Linked DNA regions of Pan troglodytes: region 1 is linked to region 2. The links are chromatin contacts, called in public Hi-C maps. All regions are on one chromosome and are shown on one strand. Each heading gives the region's core, a stretch centred on a gene start, on an enhancer-like site or on the middle of the called end of the contact. The rest is flanking DNA. Distances are from core to core; before and after follow the strand shown.

The links. Hi-C and Micro-C count contacts between places; a contact is called where the count stands out from the background.
Region 1: a Hi-C map of stem cell-derived neural progenitor cells shows a contact between it and region 2, with 3 times the contacts expected there. The contact joins the promoter of ACSL6 here to the enhancer-like site in region 2. A contact is called at or near these places in 4 of 7 Hi-C or Micro-C datasets (induced pluripotent stem cells, a lymphoblastoid cell line and stem cell-derived neural progenitor cells), 1 of 1 datasets of contacts at active chromatin or transcription factors (stem cell-derived excitatory neurons) and 1 of 1 other capture datasets (stem cell-derived neural stem cells).

What each region holds. Positions count from the first base shown.
Region 1 is chr4:129,773,307-129,780,077 of NHGRI_mPanTro3-v2.0_pri, forward strand. ACSL6 (acyl-CoA synthetase long chain family member 6) reads right to left here and starts at 2,679. Exons shown (of 21, transcript NM_001280466.1): 1 at 2,616-2,679. The coding sequence starts at 2,622.
Region 2 is chr4:129,720,965-129,727,733 of NHGRI_mPanTro3-v2.0_pri, forward strand. It overlaps ACSL6 (acyl-CoA synthetase long chain family member 6), which reads right to left. Exons shown (of 21, transcript NM_001280466.1): 18 at 5,756-5,899; 19 at 3,734-3,835; 20 at 2,749-2,820. Among named protein-coding and RNA genes, the nearest start is that of MEIKIN, 14 kb to the left of the region's middle. Within about 2 kb of position 1,452, at least 5 of the 24 cell types and tissues checked have an H3K27ac peak or open chromatin away from gene starts, as enhancers often do. A contact at or near this core is called in stem cell-derived neural progenitor cells, where this site is marked.

The DNA of each region.
Region 1 (6,771 bases), core at 1,429-3,928, 54 kb after region 2:
GGGCCAGGTTAGGTGGCAAAAAGCACATAACTCTACTAAAGAGAGACATTGCCTCCTGTTACTGGCTGAGTGGAAGGGATCTGGCAGCTGCCGTGGGACCATGGGACCCTGGAGATGACAAGGCAGAGCATGTTCTCAGGTGTGCTCACAGAACTACAGCTCTTAACTCAGGAGTCTCTTCTGCCACCAGAGAAAGGCTGGGGGCCAGGTGGAGTCTCAAGGAGGGTGGATACATAACTTAAAATGCCCCAGCATTTGTCTGGGTTATTCTATCCAATAAGCACCACAGATCAGCCTCAGCCTCTTGCTTTTTGCATTGGGAAGCTCGGCCTCTGTGGAAGCAGCCACTACCTGCCCCAAGAATCGCTCCTGCTTGACGGTTCTGAGGCCCTGTATAGTCTCTCAGTGAGGCAGATCCCCCAGTTTCCCATTAGAGGAGGGAGCTGACCACTGTAGGAAATGCTCCACAAGGAAACAGGACTCCACTTTGAGTCAGTGCCAGCTAACCCTGCTCACAGACAAGGACCCCACAGGGTGAGGGACTTTTTCTCATAGGCTGCTGATGACCCCGGTCACAAGTGGTCTTGCAGCCCCTAGACACCTCCCTGCAGCCACAGAAGACCAAGTCTTCAGAGAGCTGACCTTGGACCCATGGCTGGGTGGGGCCTCCTGAGGGTAGGGCAAAGGGGTCCTGGCAGTGGGGAGAGGCTCTGAGAACATCCATCACTCAGGCATTAAATGGTGGCTGTTACTACCACCATCACCATTATTTTAATTATCCTTGCCCTTTACCTCCAACCCCAGCTCTAGCCCTGCCCTTGTCTGCTGGATGTGCCTCAGGACTAGAGTTCCCCTGCACAGCCGGTCACAGACACTGGCAGACAGAAGGAGCTTAGGGAGCTGAGGGGATTAGGGAGGCTTCACTCACTCTCCCAGCTCAGGGGAAGTGTCCCTGTGGCCTAACTTAAGGAAATGGTGGTGGTGAAGGAAGTGATTACTTGGCCCACCAACCCTCCAGGTTCAGGCCTGATCCAGCCAAGCACTTAGCATTGGTTGATCAATTAAAACCTCGAATGGAATCCCAGTCTGCCAGATATCCATGTGACACTAGGCAAGTCAACTGACCTCTGAACTCAGTAAAAAAAGGGATGGTGCCACCGACCTCCTAGGGTTTTCCATGAATATTAAATAACACATACAAAGCCTCAGGTAAGGATTTCAAAAGGGTCAACTTCCTCCCCTTCCTTGGCTCAGAAAAAGCTTTATTACCACTTCTGATGGTGCTGTTTGAATGTGAGATAATAATAAACACTAACATTCATAGAGCATTTGCTGTGGCCTAGGACAGGTTTAAGGCCAATTTAAGGATCAAGCACTGCACACAAATTATCAGGCTGAATCTGCACATGGGGGTTGGGGTGGAGGTGGAGATCCTTTAGTGGTATTATATTCTGGAGGACCCCAGGCTCAGAGAGGGGAAGTAGCCGGTGCGGGTAGTAGAACTGGCAGATAAAAGGGCCTGTGGTGAGACTCCAGGTGTGGGTGTATGGGGGGTTGAGGGAGGTAAGCGCGGAGGCGGGATCGAGCAGGGGTCCTTGTAGCCGCCTAAGAAGTGCAGTGGTGAAGCTGACTCCTGTGAGGTGGAGGGGAGGGGTCTGGAAACAGTGGAGACACAGCAGCCCTGGGCAGAGCAGAGGAGCCAGGTGAACCCTACCTTACAGAAATCTTGTACTCTGGCTGAAGGACGGGCAGGGAGGGGTCGTGAGGAAGCCCCTCGCCGGGATCAGGAAGCCCAGGTCAGTCCGGGTTACATAGCTGACCTGCTGTGGGACCTCGGGGACCAACACCCTCGGTTTCTGGTCCCAGGAGATGGACAAGGACGCAATGTCTGTTCCTGGCCTTGGCTCAGGGCCTAATCTGATCCGCGGATGGTCCTTGCCATCAGGGAAGGGGGACGCAAGAACTCGGCGGGGGTTTGTGGTGGGGTCGCAGAGAGCAAGCCCCCTATCTCCCTCCGCAGACCCAGGTGCTCCCCAAACCCGGCCCGGAGCCCGCGAGAACTGGGGGCGGAGGGTGTACTTAGGCGGCCCTGGGGACCTTGACGGGACAGCTCAGCAGCAGGCGATGGGGGCTCGGCGGCCGCGGAGATGTAACACCTCCACCTCGGGCGAAGACCTCATAGCCTGCGGGAGATGGGAGTCCCGGACGCGGACAGGACGGGCACTTACCTACGAATAGCCAGAGGGAGCCCCCCGACACGAGGAAGAAGGTCAGCATGGCGGTCAGCGGGGCCCGGCCCGGCCTCCCCGGCCCGCAGCCCCGCAGCCCAGCAGCCCCAGCAGTAGCCGCGCCGCCGCCGCCGCTGCCGGGTATTTTTAGCCCCCGCCCTCCGGCCCCGCAGCTCCCGCCTCCCCGCGCCGCTGCGGAGACGGCTCAAGGGGGAGGGCGCGGCGCGCACTCGCAACCGAGCCTTACTCCCTGCCCTGCAGCCTGGCCGGGTCTGGGGCTTGCCCCGCACTGACCGCGGTGTCGGAACCGCCAAGCTCCCGGGCGGGGGAGGGGCCCGGCCGCAGAGCGAACCAGCCCTCTCCGGCCCCGCTCCCCAACGTCAGTACCTGTCATTCTGCGGAAACCGGCTGGAAGGGGGAGCACGGGCGACGAGCGCCAGAGCGTGACATTGAGCCCACCCCGCCGCCACCCACCCCATCAACACGCGACCCTGCCCCCGCGCGGCTCGCATCCTGGCTTTTATGGCTGGGCAGGCTCGAATGGCAGCCGGGTCGCGGTTACCTGTCCTAGGAGGTGCACACTCCTGTGGGCTGGTGCCTGCTGACACCAACGCCCCCTAGGACCCAATTTTGCAGACATGGGGAGCCTCCGGGTGCCACCTCTGCAAATCAGTGAGGGGAGGGAGTGGCAAGTTTTCACCTAGGCTCTGACAAATCGGGCAGCTAGACCAGATAGTGCCCAGATCATCTGGGGACGCACGAGTTCAGGTCTGAGGCTACGCAAGGTCACAGGAGACTCAGTGTGATCACAGGCTGCCATATGTGTTCACCAGTAGTAACATGGTCACAGGCAGCCACATGGAATCACAGGTGTCTCATGAGGAAATCATGATCTTCGTACACAACTGTATGTGGCACACGAGGTCTCAAGAAGCCCCTCATAGCCACAATGAATGGCCATATAGCCACACACAGCCACAGATGCCCACACTGCTGGGCAGAGGGCTTGGACACCTGTTGCAGTGTCTGCCATTGAAAGGAGGAAGCCCAGTTGCACATTTTCTGAAATAATAAGGGTAGGCATCCTGGTGGGCACCCCATGAACATCTGCACCTCCAAGCAAGATCACCTCCTCCCAATGCCCTTGCTTGTTTTCCTCAAGCATGCAGAGCCCACCAGGACTCCAGCACCGAGGACAGCGCTCAGGCAGCCGGGCCTTCTCTATACGCAGCCCTCCCAGGCCAGGAGCTGGCTGAGCCACAGCCCAGAAAGAAGAGGATAGAAAACCAGAGAGCAGAAGTCAGGAAGCAGAGAGTGGAAGAGCAGGAGATCTCTTCAGGCCCACCAGAGACCATCAGCCATGAATGCATGTGCGCCCACAGCTCAGCAGCTGGGTGTGTGTGGGGGCCTGTATCTGTAGTACGAGTACATGGCATGTATGTGCCCAGGCCTGTGTGCACCTTGTAGTGGTGCAAGTGTGCAGATGTGTGCCTCTGAGTCACTTCCAATCTTTACAATAGGATCCTACACCTTCTCCATCATAGGATCTGGACTCCTGGGAGAGCTGCTCCAGCTTGAACTCAGCCACAGCCTGGCAGGGACTTTGCTGGGATCTCAAGCTTGGCAGGGCTCCTCCAAGAGGGTGTGACAGAGGCTGTGTGGCAGGACTCCTCCCAGCAAGTAACATGGCTTTCAGAATCCCCCCACCCCACCCATACACTCCCACTGGCAGCAGAGTAACTGGAGATCTGCTGGTACTGAAGAGGAGACCCAGAGGAACCAGAAGGCTGGGCAGAAAGAACATATCTCCCCAGACCAGACTGGTATAGGGAGGTGGTCAGGTAATTTCCCCATAGGCCAGTGGGCCAACAGAGCATTTCTTCACAGAGCAGGGGGCCAGGAGCCAGGCTGCAAGCCTCAGGCCTCTGCGGCACTCAGCTGCAGGAGCACTCCGGGCCCTATGCGGCTCTGGCAGCCTCCTCTTCAGAGTGATGTCATGGGACACATTTAGCTTGGCCTCCAGCAGGATGTCGCATCCCGTTACTCTCCCTACAGATGTCTCTGCTACTTGTGAATATTTTAATTCAAAAACCAGTACTGGAGCTGTGACTGATTCTAGCTTAGCCAAGTATTTTTCTGTTTTCCTCTGAGCATGGCTTGGCTTCCCCTGAGAGATGGGGACAGAAAGGCCCTAGCCTGGTTGTGGGATCATGGCCAGGTCTCTCTCTTCTCTAGGCCTGTTCCTTCCACTGAGTAATGGGACTTGTTCTTTCCTGTCCTGAGTTCCCAAGGTCTTCTTCCTTCTCTGTGAGTCTCAATCTGTGGACCATCTGCAGGCATGGGTAGACGCTGTGACTCAGGCCCTAGACTGCATGGGTGTGGCATCCATGGAACCCAGGGCCCAGAAATGCCCAGGCCAGGCTGGGGAGCCCTTGGATATCCCTCTTGGTCCTTAGCCAGCAAATCCAGCCACCATAGCTGCCAGCCATGTTCACACATATCTCCTCCCAGACTAGCATCTCTGAGTGGGTTGGCAGGCAGGAGCCTAATCATCTATTTGCAGCCCTGGCATGGGGTCTGGCCCAAAGAATGCAGAGGATATTATCCCATTTGACAGAGCAGAAGACTGATGTTGGGAAAGGCGAACAACTGTCTTAGGTCACACAGCAGTTCTGGGCTCCTGACTCCCATTTATTCATTTTTCATTCATTCTCTCCTACATTTTGATAGTTTCCCAAGTTGCAAGTGTCTCTGGTAGAATCCAGAAAACTCACTTTTCCAGCTTCCTTTGCAGCTAGGAGTGGATTAGTGACTTAGACTGTACCAATGAAACACACTGAGTAATGGGATAATGAGCCTTCGATAAAAAAGCCAGAAATGAGTGAAAGAAAGTCATGCACATGGCATCTACGTTGCTGGCACAAGGGTGGTAACAGAAGCCATGGATGGTGGATGATTCTGGGAGTCATTTCAGAAACTGAAATTTGAGCCTGTTTCTTGAACTGCCCCAAAAGTTGAGTCTTTTAGAAGTGAACATGTTCTTTAATGTACTCTTTTTCGATTAAAACAGTCAGTCCAGACTTTGTTTAGTCAGTTTGGAGCCAAGAACTCAAATTGATCCACTCACCATCCCACTGCTGAAGGTCTTTCCTGCCCTCCAGAGGGTGTGGATAGGGGGCTGGCACACAGCATGATGCATCCTCTGTCCCCATTACTGCATCTCCTAGTGGAAGCTCTGACTGATGGGGCTGGGTGGGCTGAGCCAGGTCTTTGCTTCTCTGTATTCTGACAACCACATATTCGGAGACCTGAACCAAAAACTTGAAACTCAACAAAGAATCCACTAAGGATAACTACCCAATCTGGAGCAAAGGCTTTTAACACATGATATAATGGTTGGGGAGCTGCAAACAATATTCAACCATGTCTTTTACTGAGTAGTGGTGTTTTTTCCCCCTCAGATTAGTAAAATTGTTCAACATAGAAATCTTGGAAAATACAGAAAAGTGTAAGATAAAATCACTTGTAATTTCATCCCCCAATGAGAATGCAATAATAACTAATGCAGTTCTGTATATTTCCTAACAACAATAATAATATCCAACATTTACACAGGGCTTAGTATGAGCCAGACATTATTTCTAAGCACTTTACGTATGTGTTATGGACCAAATTGTGTCCCCCACATCCCAATTCATATATGGAAGCTCTAACCTTCAATGTGACTGTATTTAGAGACAGGGTCTTTAAGGTAAGTAAGGATAAATGAGGTCATAAGGGTAGAGCACTAATCCAATAGGACTAGTGTCCTTATAAGAAGAGTAACATCAGGAATAAAGGCCTGAACTTTATTGCGAGAAAGTTTATTGTGATAACTTTATTGCAGAGAGAAGGCAGTCATCTGTAAGACAAGGAGAGGTCTTGCAGACCAGACACCAACTCTACCATCACCTTGACCTTAGATTTCCAGCCTCCAGAATCATAAGTAAATAAAATTCTGTTGTTTAAGCTACCAAGTTTGTGGTATTTTTGTTATGGCAGCTCCAGCAGCCTAATACAATATGCTAACTTGTTTAATCTTTACATCAACCCTGTCTTTTCCCCATGTGTAGTGCAGTTCAAGAAATACTTGTTGAATGAATAAATGAATGATGGATATTGTTTATTCAGTATCTTATGTTGCCCTTTTTTTTTTTTTTTTTTTTTGGAGAGTGCAGTGGCATGATCTCGGCTCACTGCAACCTCTGAACCTCTGCCTCCTGGGTTCAAGCGATTTTCCTGCCTCAGCCTCCCGAGTAGCTGGGATTACAGGCGCCCACCTCCACTCCCAGCTAATTTTTGTATTTTTAGTAGAGACAGGGTTTTGCCAAGTTGGCCAGACTGGTCTCAAACTCCTGACCTCAGGTGATCTGCCCACCTTGGCCTCCCGAAGTACTGGGATTACAAGCATGAGCCACCGTGCCTGGCCCTTATGCTGCTTTTTAAAAACCTAACATGAGTTTTTTTCCCATGTTATTACCTCTTTGCATTTTAAACAATGAAT
Region 2 (6,769 bases), core at 202-2,701:
ACTTTTTAAAAAAAGGTATGAGAGTCCTTATTCTCTCTTTATGCCACACACTTCATGAAACTGGAATTTCCATTTTTTAATTAGCAAAGTTTTTGTTGGGAAAAGAAAAAGGGAGATGCCTAATGTTAGCTTCCCTTCCTGAAACCATACTCTTTTCACTGAAAAGAGATGCTACAGGATTTTTAAAAATAATTCAGAAATACTGTAACATTTAAATATGGCCTTGGAATAAAATTCCTCAAAATTGTCCATTTATGCCAACTCATAAAAGCACAAACTTCATAATTTTAGAGACATAGTATTTTAAGTTTTTCAGTGGTCTTAATGAAATCCTTTAACACAATATTGCTTGTAGATAATAAACACAGAGTGAATAATTTAGAACAGGAGAGATAAAGTAAAAAAAAAACAATTACATGAGTTAGGGAAATGCTCATTTTCTTATTTAAAGGCAAATTGGTTAGGTAAGTATTCATTTCAATGAAAGGAGATACAATAAAATATTTTTAGTGAGTGCTTAATTAGTCAGAAATTGAAAAATCTATCAAGTGTCAAAGTTCACATTGTATTGCCTATGCAAATTAATAAGGCATATAAATGTCAAACAAATGGTTAAATCATGGTTAAGTATGCTCAAATACTGCCCAGCCATCTACTCATTAAAATATATCTTCCAAAGATCTCCATAAATTAATAATGGTTGGCCTAGTTCTAGGAATTGTCTGTTCTTGGAAATTAAATTACATCATTTGTTTTTCTAATTCAAGGTTTAATTCAGATCAACCAAGTCCAGTAAGTCTGAACTCCTAAAGCTTTTGTTGAATGACTTAAACTTTGGATATTGAACTTGAATTCGTTATTTGTGTGTGTATGTGTGTGTTTAATTAGAGTTATGCCTTAATTGGCCATTATTTTTGAGGAAGAGGGAAAAGGACAAGCTGACAATGGATTATGTATTAACTGAAATAATTTATGTTGCGCTTTGGATCACAACTGAGAGCACACCCTCCTCAGGCATGAGGCCTGGTTTTTGCTTTCCTGTGGTCAGCTGAGGGCACACACTGGCTATGGTAGGGAGGATGTCATAGACCAACAAAGAGGAGAATGAGAACAGAGAAAATCAAAAGGCGACAGCCTTGGCAATAAAACTAAAGGCCTCTGAGATCCCACATGACTTCTGTGTATTTGAGGTTACCATGGTGAGGGCAGATTATTAGAGCAGAAACTCTGCGAAAGGCATGTGGAAAGTCAAGAACTCGTCTCCTCTCAGTGAAAGCTCTAACCAGAGCAATGGTTAACACTGGAAACTTAACTAAAGGTCTCTTTTAAGCATAATCTTAAGAGTTGGTATTTTTTTCCATGAAGAGGAATCTGGGTGTCATGATACTCTGTGTGCCCTGGGACAGGTCCCGCATCCAAACACCAGCAGGGGGCGTGAAGGCCTTGTGAATGCACCAGGATGTCTGCGTGAACTGCAGCTTAGGCTGCAGCCAGCCCTTCAAATCCACGTAGGCCCAGACCAGCCAGGCCTACGACCACTCATTTGTGGTCTCTGGTCTACATGATCACAGAGGATCCCATCACACAACTCCCCACTGAGGAAGGGCAATGAAGTCAGTTCATATGCCAAAATTGACCTTTTTCTTTTAGAAAGATAAATGTAACTTGCCTGAATGCCTCAGATTCCATACTTTTAAAAAATATTTATTTACCCAGGCCTAAATTGCCCTAAAACATACTGACAGTTGAGGGTAAAGCAGTGTTTCTCAAAATGGATTAATGTAAAGATCTATTCATAAAGAAAAACAGTATTTTTGGACCCTGAAACTATGCTTAGATTTCCATAGTTTGAAACTAAAAAATAAAAATTTTAATCCATGAAAATGTTTTTTTAATTGCAAATTAAAGCACTATAAGAGTTTTATATTTTAAACTGGTTTTAAATGTTTTTAGGTTATTAAGCAAACATACAAAATTTAAAGATTCTTGTCAAACTTGAAGACCCCTGTCACTAAATTTTGGGTAACAAACTTGTATGAAAAACAATTATTTTAATGAAATGTTTATCTTATGAAAAACAATTATTTTAAATATAAGGAAATTTTAAAAATCAGTATATTAATATTTTTCCATTTGAAGCATTTTTCTCTTTGAATTTTTGACAAAAGAGGATGTATAAATGGTATATGTAAGTCAGAGTAAGTATGCTTATGAGCTCAATTACAGTAAGAACCCAACCTTGCAGAAAAAAAAAAAAGTCTTGGAGGACTGCTGTGTCCTCTCCCAAAGCATTCTGTTTCCTCCTCTTTACAGAGGGCATGCTGGGCTGACAGATCACTGGCCCGAGGAGACCAATCTTTCCAGTGTCCTCCTAACAAGTAAACTTGTCTGCTGAAGCGAAGAAGATGGTCCCCACAAAAATAAAAATAAGATAGGACTGTCGTCTTCGGTAATGCAGGAAGCTTGGAAGACAGATCATGTACACATGATTTATTAGTGACAGCTAGGGTATTATTTCAGCCTTAGGAAAGTTTGTAATTATAAGGATGGGTGCAATCTCTTTTGACATGTGACCTATTTTGGTTCAGGAGGCAGCTTGGAACAGGCCTTCAGGGGTCCATTGGTACATAGCCTGCTGGCGGGCCACACCATGAAAAGTCAGGAATCTAGGTCAGGGTCACCATGGGTTAATTTAATTTTCATCACTGCCTAAAGGGTTGTAACGAGTATGGGGAAGGTAACAGTTACCTGCTCAAAAGAATGGAGTCCACTTTCTTTTCCTAACCTCACCATATCTTCCAAAATGGCTTTCTTCAGATCCTGAATCAAACCATATGAGAAAAATTACAAGACAAGAACACATTTCAAAATGGAGGTAGAGGAAACAACACTTTTGGGTAAAGTGCAACTGATGATTGTGCCAACATGTGCTAACCCACAGCCTGCAACTGAGGCTGATACTCCCTGGCAACACTCCAATTACCACCTCTCATCTGGCAAGTAAGTACCTGAAATGGCCAAAGGAGTGACCATGAATGGACTAAGGGACCACTCAATTTTTTTTTTAAAGCAGGCTTTTGGTCAGCCTGGTGAGTCTTGCTACCCCTAGATGAGCCCAGGGCCCAGGGTCCAGTAGGAGAGGGAGGGCCTATGGCTACTACTAAGAAATGGACCATGTGACTCAAGGGGCTACACTGAGTCACAGCACGGCGACCTCCTCCACAGAGTTCTAGATGTGCCATTAGAAGGTTTCAGGAAGGTGTGAGTAGCTAATGCTCTAAGCAGGAAGAATTGTGCTACTTTTTCTATTCCATGACTAGCTGTCTACACCCAGCAGATACAAAATCCACCTTACATCTGAAGGAGCATGGCAGGTGAGTCAGAAAGCCTATGCTCACATCTGACTCTGCTGCTAACCAGCTGTGTGACCTTGGGCAAGTTACCACCCTCCCTGGACTCTCCTCTAAGCCACAAAGCAACAGGGCTGGATAAGCTTTCTGTGATGTCTCCTGGCTTAAAATCCAAACATTTGTCAATCTTTCTAAGAAGAAATATGAGTTTCTTCAGTAACAAAAAGACAAATCTCTGGTTTAGAATCCCCACTATATATAAAGTAATGTTAGAAATTTCATACGAGCTCGAATTTCACTGGTCTACAACTTTTCTGTCTTCTCATTATGTGGAATCATAAAACATTCAGTAACCTTTCAGGAGACAGCCCCAAGATACCAACCTTATTTGTGCAGAGATCTGCATATGTTCCTTCAATTCCTCTCTTCTGGGCCCAGGAGGGCATAACTTCAGGGTCAGGCACAACAATGCCTACCAAAAAGGCCTGTAGTGCTCACCAAAGGAGAACACAGTCATGACAAATGCATTTAAAGTGGTTATTTGTGGTCCAGCATTAAAATTCTCAGACTCCACCTTTTTCAAAAACTAAGTATATGTTTATAAAACATTTGTTGATGTCATGAAATCTTTCTGCCAATATATCATACCATCCATTTTCTGACATATTCCCCTAGTTTTATATGAAAAAATAAGGACACTAAGAATCAGTAAAGTTAGACTGATATGCACCTTTGATTCTCATGCCAATCTCAAATCAGCACATTTTTAGGAGGCTGAGCAAACAACTCTCTGATCCAAATTCTCTGAACCAAAATGTTTCCCAGGATTACCAAACCACGTTGAAATGGTTTCATTAATACGATCTTCATTCATGAAAGACTTCTTCATTTTGTTTATTTTTTTCTTTTGAGACAAGGTTTCACTCTGTTGCCTAGGCAGGAGTTCAGTGGTATAACCATGGCTCACTGCAGCCTTGACCTCCTGAGCCCAAGTGATCCTCCCATCTCAACCTCCCGAGTAGCTGGGACTACAGGTGCATGCCACCACATGTAGCTAATTTTTGTATTTTTTGTAGAGATAGGGTTTTACCATGTTGCCCAGGCTGGTCTTGAACTTCTGGGCTCAAGTGATCCTCCTGCCTCGGTCTCCCAAAGTGTTGGGATTACAGGCGTGAACCACCATGCCAGGCCCATTTTGATTTTTAAAGCATGTCTTCGAAAATAATTTCATAATATTTATAGAAATGCAATGATAGTACAGAATATATTTGATATCAGGCAGGGCATGGTGGCTTATGCCTGTAATCCCAGCATTTTGGGAGGCTGAGGCAGGCACAACACTTGAGGTCAGGAGTTCAAGACCAGCCTGGCCAACGTGGTGAAACCCTGTCTCTACTAAAAATAAAAAAAAAAAATTATCCAGGCGTGGTGGTGGGCACCTGTAGTCCCAGCTACTCGGGAGTCTGAGGCTAGGGAATCACTTGAACCCTGGGGGTAGAGGCTGCAGTGAGCCGAGATTGTGCCACTGCATTCCAGCCTGGGTGACAGAGTGAATATATTTGATATCTTAGATATCATAGAATATACTCATGATCTTTCTGACTTTAAATCTAAATAATATTGAAAGGAAAATAAGTATAAAATTCCTCCAAATAACTGAATCCTAGTAACCTATATTAGTATTAGTACCATTAGTACATTTTTTTGCAGTACTCATTAATTTGTAAAGTTCATTTGCATATTAAAAAAATCAAAACAGGCCAGGTGTGATGGCTCATACCTCTAATCCCAGCACTCTGGGAGGCTGAGGCAGGAGGAGAATCACTTGAGCTCAGGAGTTCGAGACTAGCCTGGGCAAAACATAGTAAGACCTTGTCTCTACTAAAAATTAAAAAAAAAAATAGCTGGGCATGGTGGTGTGCACCTGTAGTCCCAGCTATTGGGGATGGGGAGGGAGGGGGAAGGGGATGAGGTGGGAAGATGGCTAGAGCCCAGGAGGGAGATTGAGGCTGCAGTGAGCCATGATTCTGCCACTGTACTCCAGCCTGGGTGAAAGAGCGAGACCCTGTCTCAATAATAATAATAGTAATAATAATTTTTAAAATAAAAATAAAAACAGTAGAAACCCTGAATCTTGCTCTAGTATTTTATCTCAAAAATCCTTGGAAGTAAGTAGAGCATAAGTGAAAAGGAATAGGAATGTTCATTAGTACTACTTCAGACAATTTACTTGACCTAATTACATTTCAACAAACTATAAGTAAGATTTCTCCTTTAAAAAGGAGTTTTCTCTCATGTTTTAAAATGCAGAGGAGAATCCTGGTGTCTGATTGGAGGTTAATGTTTAATCTGGGTTTTTCAGCATGCCCAGGATATGTGGGAGGGCTGAAGCCTAGGGGCCTCACCTTTAAGCTGTCCCCATGGACATAGATTTGCGCCACAGGTTGGCTCCGGATGTAGATGTTCTCAATCTTCTCGGGTGCAACATATTCTCCCTGAGCAAGTTTAAATATATGCTTTTTCCGATCAATAATTTTAAGAGTTCCTGCCTGTAGAGTTGGACAAACAGTTTTATAAGAACATGGCACTCTCAAGCCTGAACCTTTGCTCCTCAGTGCCGTAACTCCCTGCCCTACCCCACCCTGCAGACCCCACCCCGATTTCTTTTCCATCTGTTGTGTCTGCTCTTAGGGAGCTGCAGGGCTCCTGGAGAGAACCACTGTACACCGCAGGTTGATGGCATCCAAGTTCTGCTGGGCCGTGAGCATCCACTGTCCTTTCCCCTCAGCAGTTAGCCCCCCACACAGTCCTCCCACCACTGCCACCCTCATGCCTAGCAGCAGGTATCCTCACCTCCTCCTTCTTGGAGGCCCACCACCCTTCCATCAGGGCACCCCTCTTGCACACACCCTTGTTCCAGGTGCCCTTTTTCTCACCAGCATCTTTGGTTCACTCCCTTAGACCACACTCAAGTCTCTTGCCCAGCTACTGTCTCCACCCCTAAAGAGCAGCCTCTGCATCCCCTGGCATATAGCACAGACCTGACAGAGCCCCTGTGACTCCTACCTGACATACCACATGGCACTAGGAGCCCAGGCCCCTGTAGGACTTCTGCAGCAGGCAGGTCACCTCCTTGGACAGGGAGTGCTGATGCCACTGGCCTCCAGGACCCGTCCTCACCTCCCTGACTCTCCTCGACCTTTCTGAGCTTCCAAGGTGATTACATGGGCCTCTTTCCCCTCACCGCCACTGACAATGCACCTTGGAGTAACCACCGTTTTCTCTTCATTGGTCTCTCCCAAGTCAGTTCAAGCTTCCAGCTCTTCACTGAGCTCCAGATCCAGAACCCAAATACCCTTGGAATGCTTCAAAAACTAGGCTGTTTGTCTCAGAGGATGTAACATGCTCCTATATGAAAC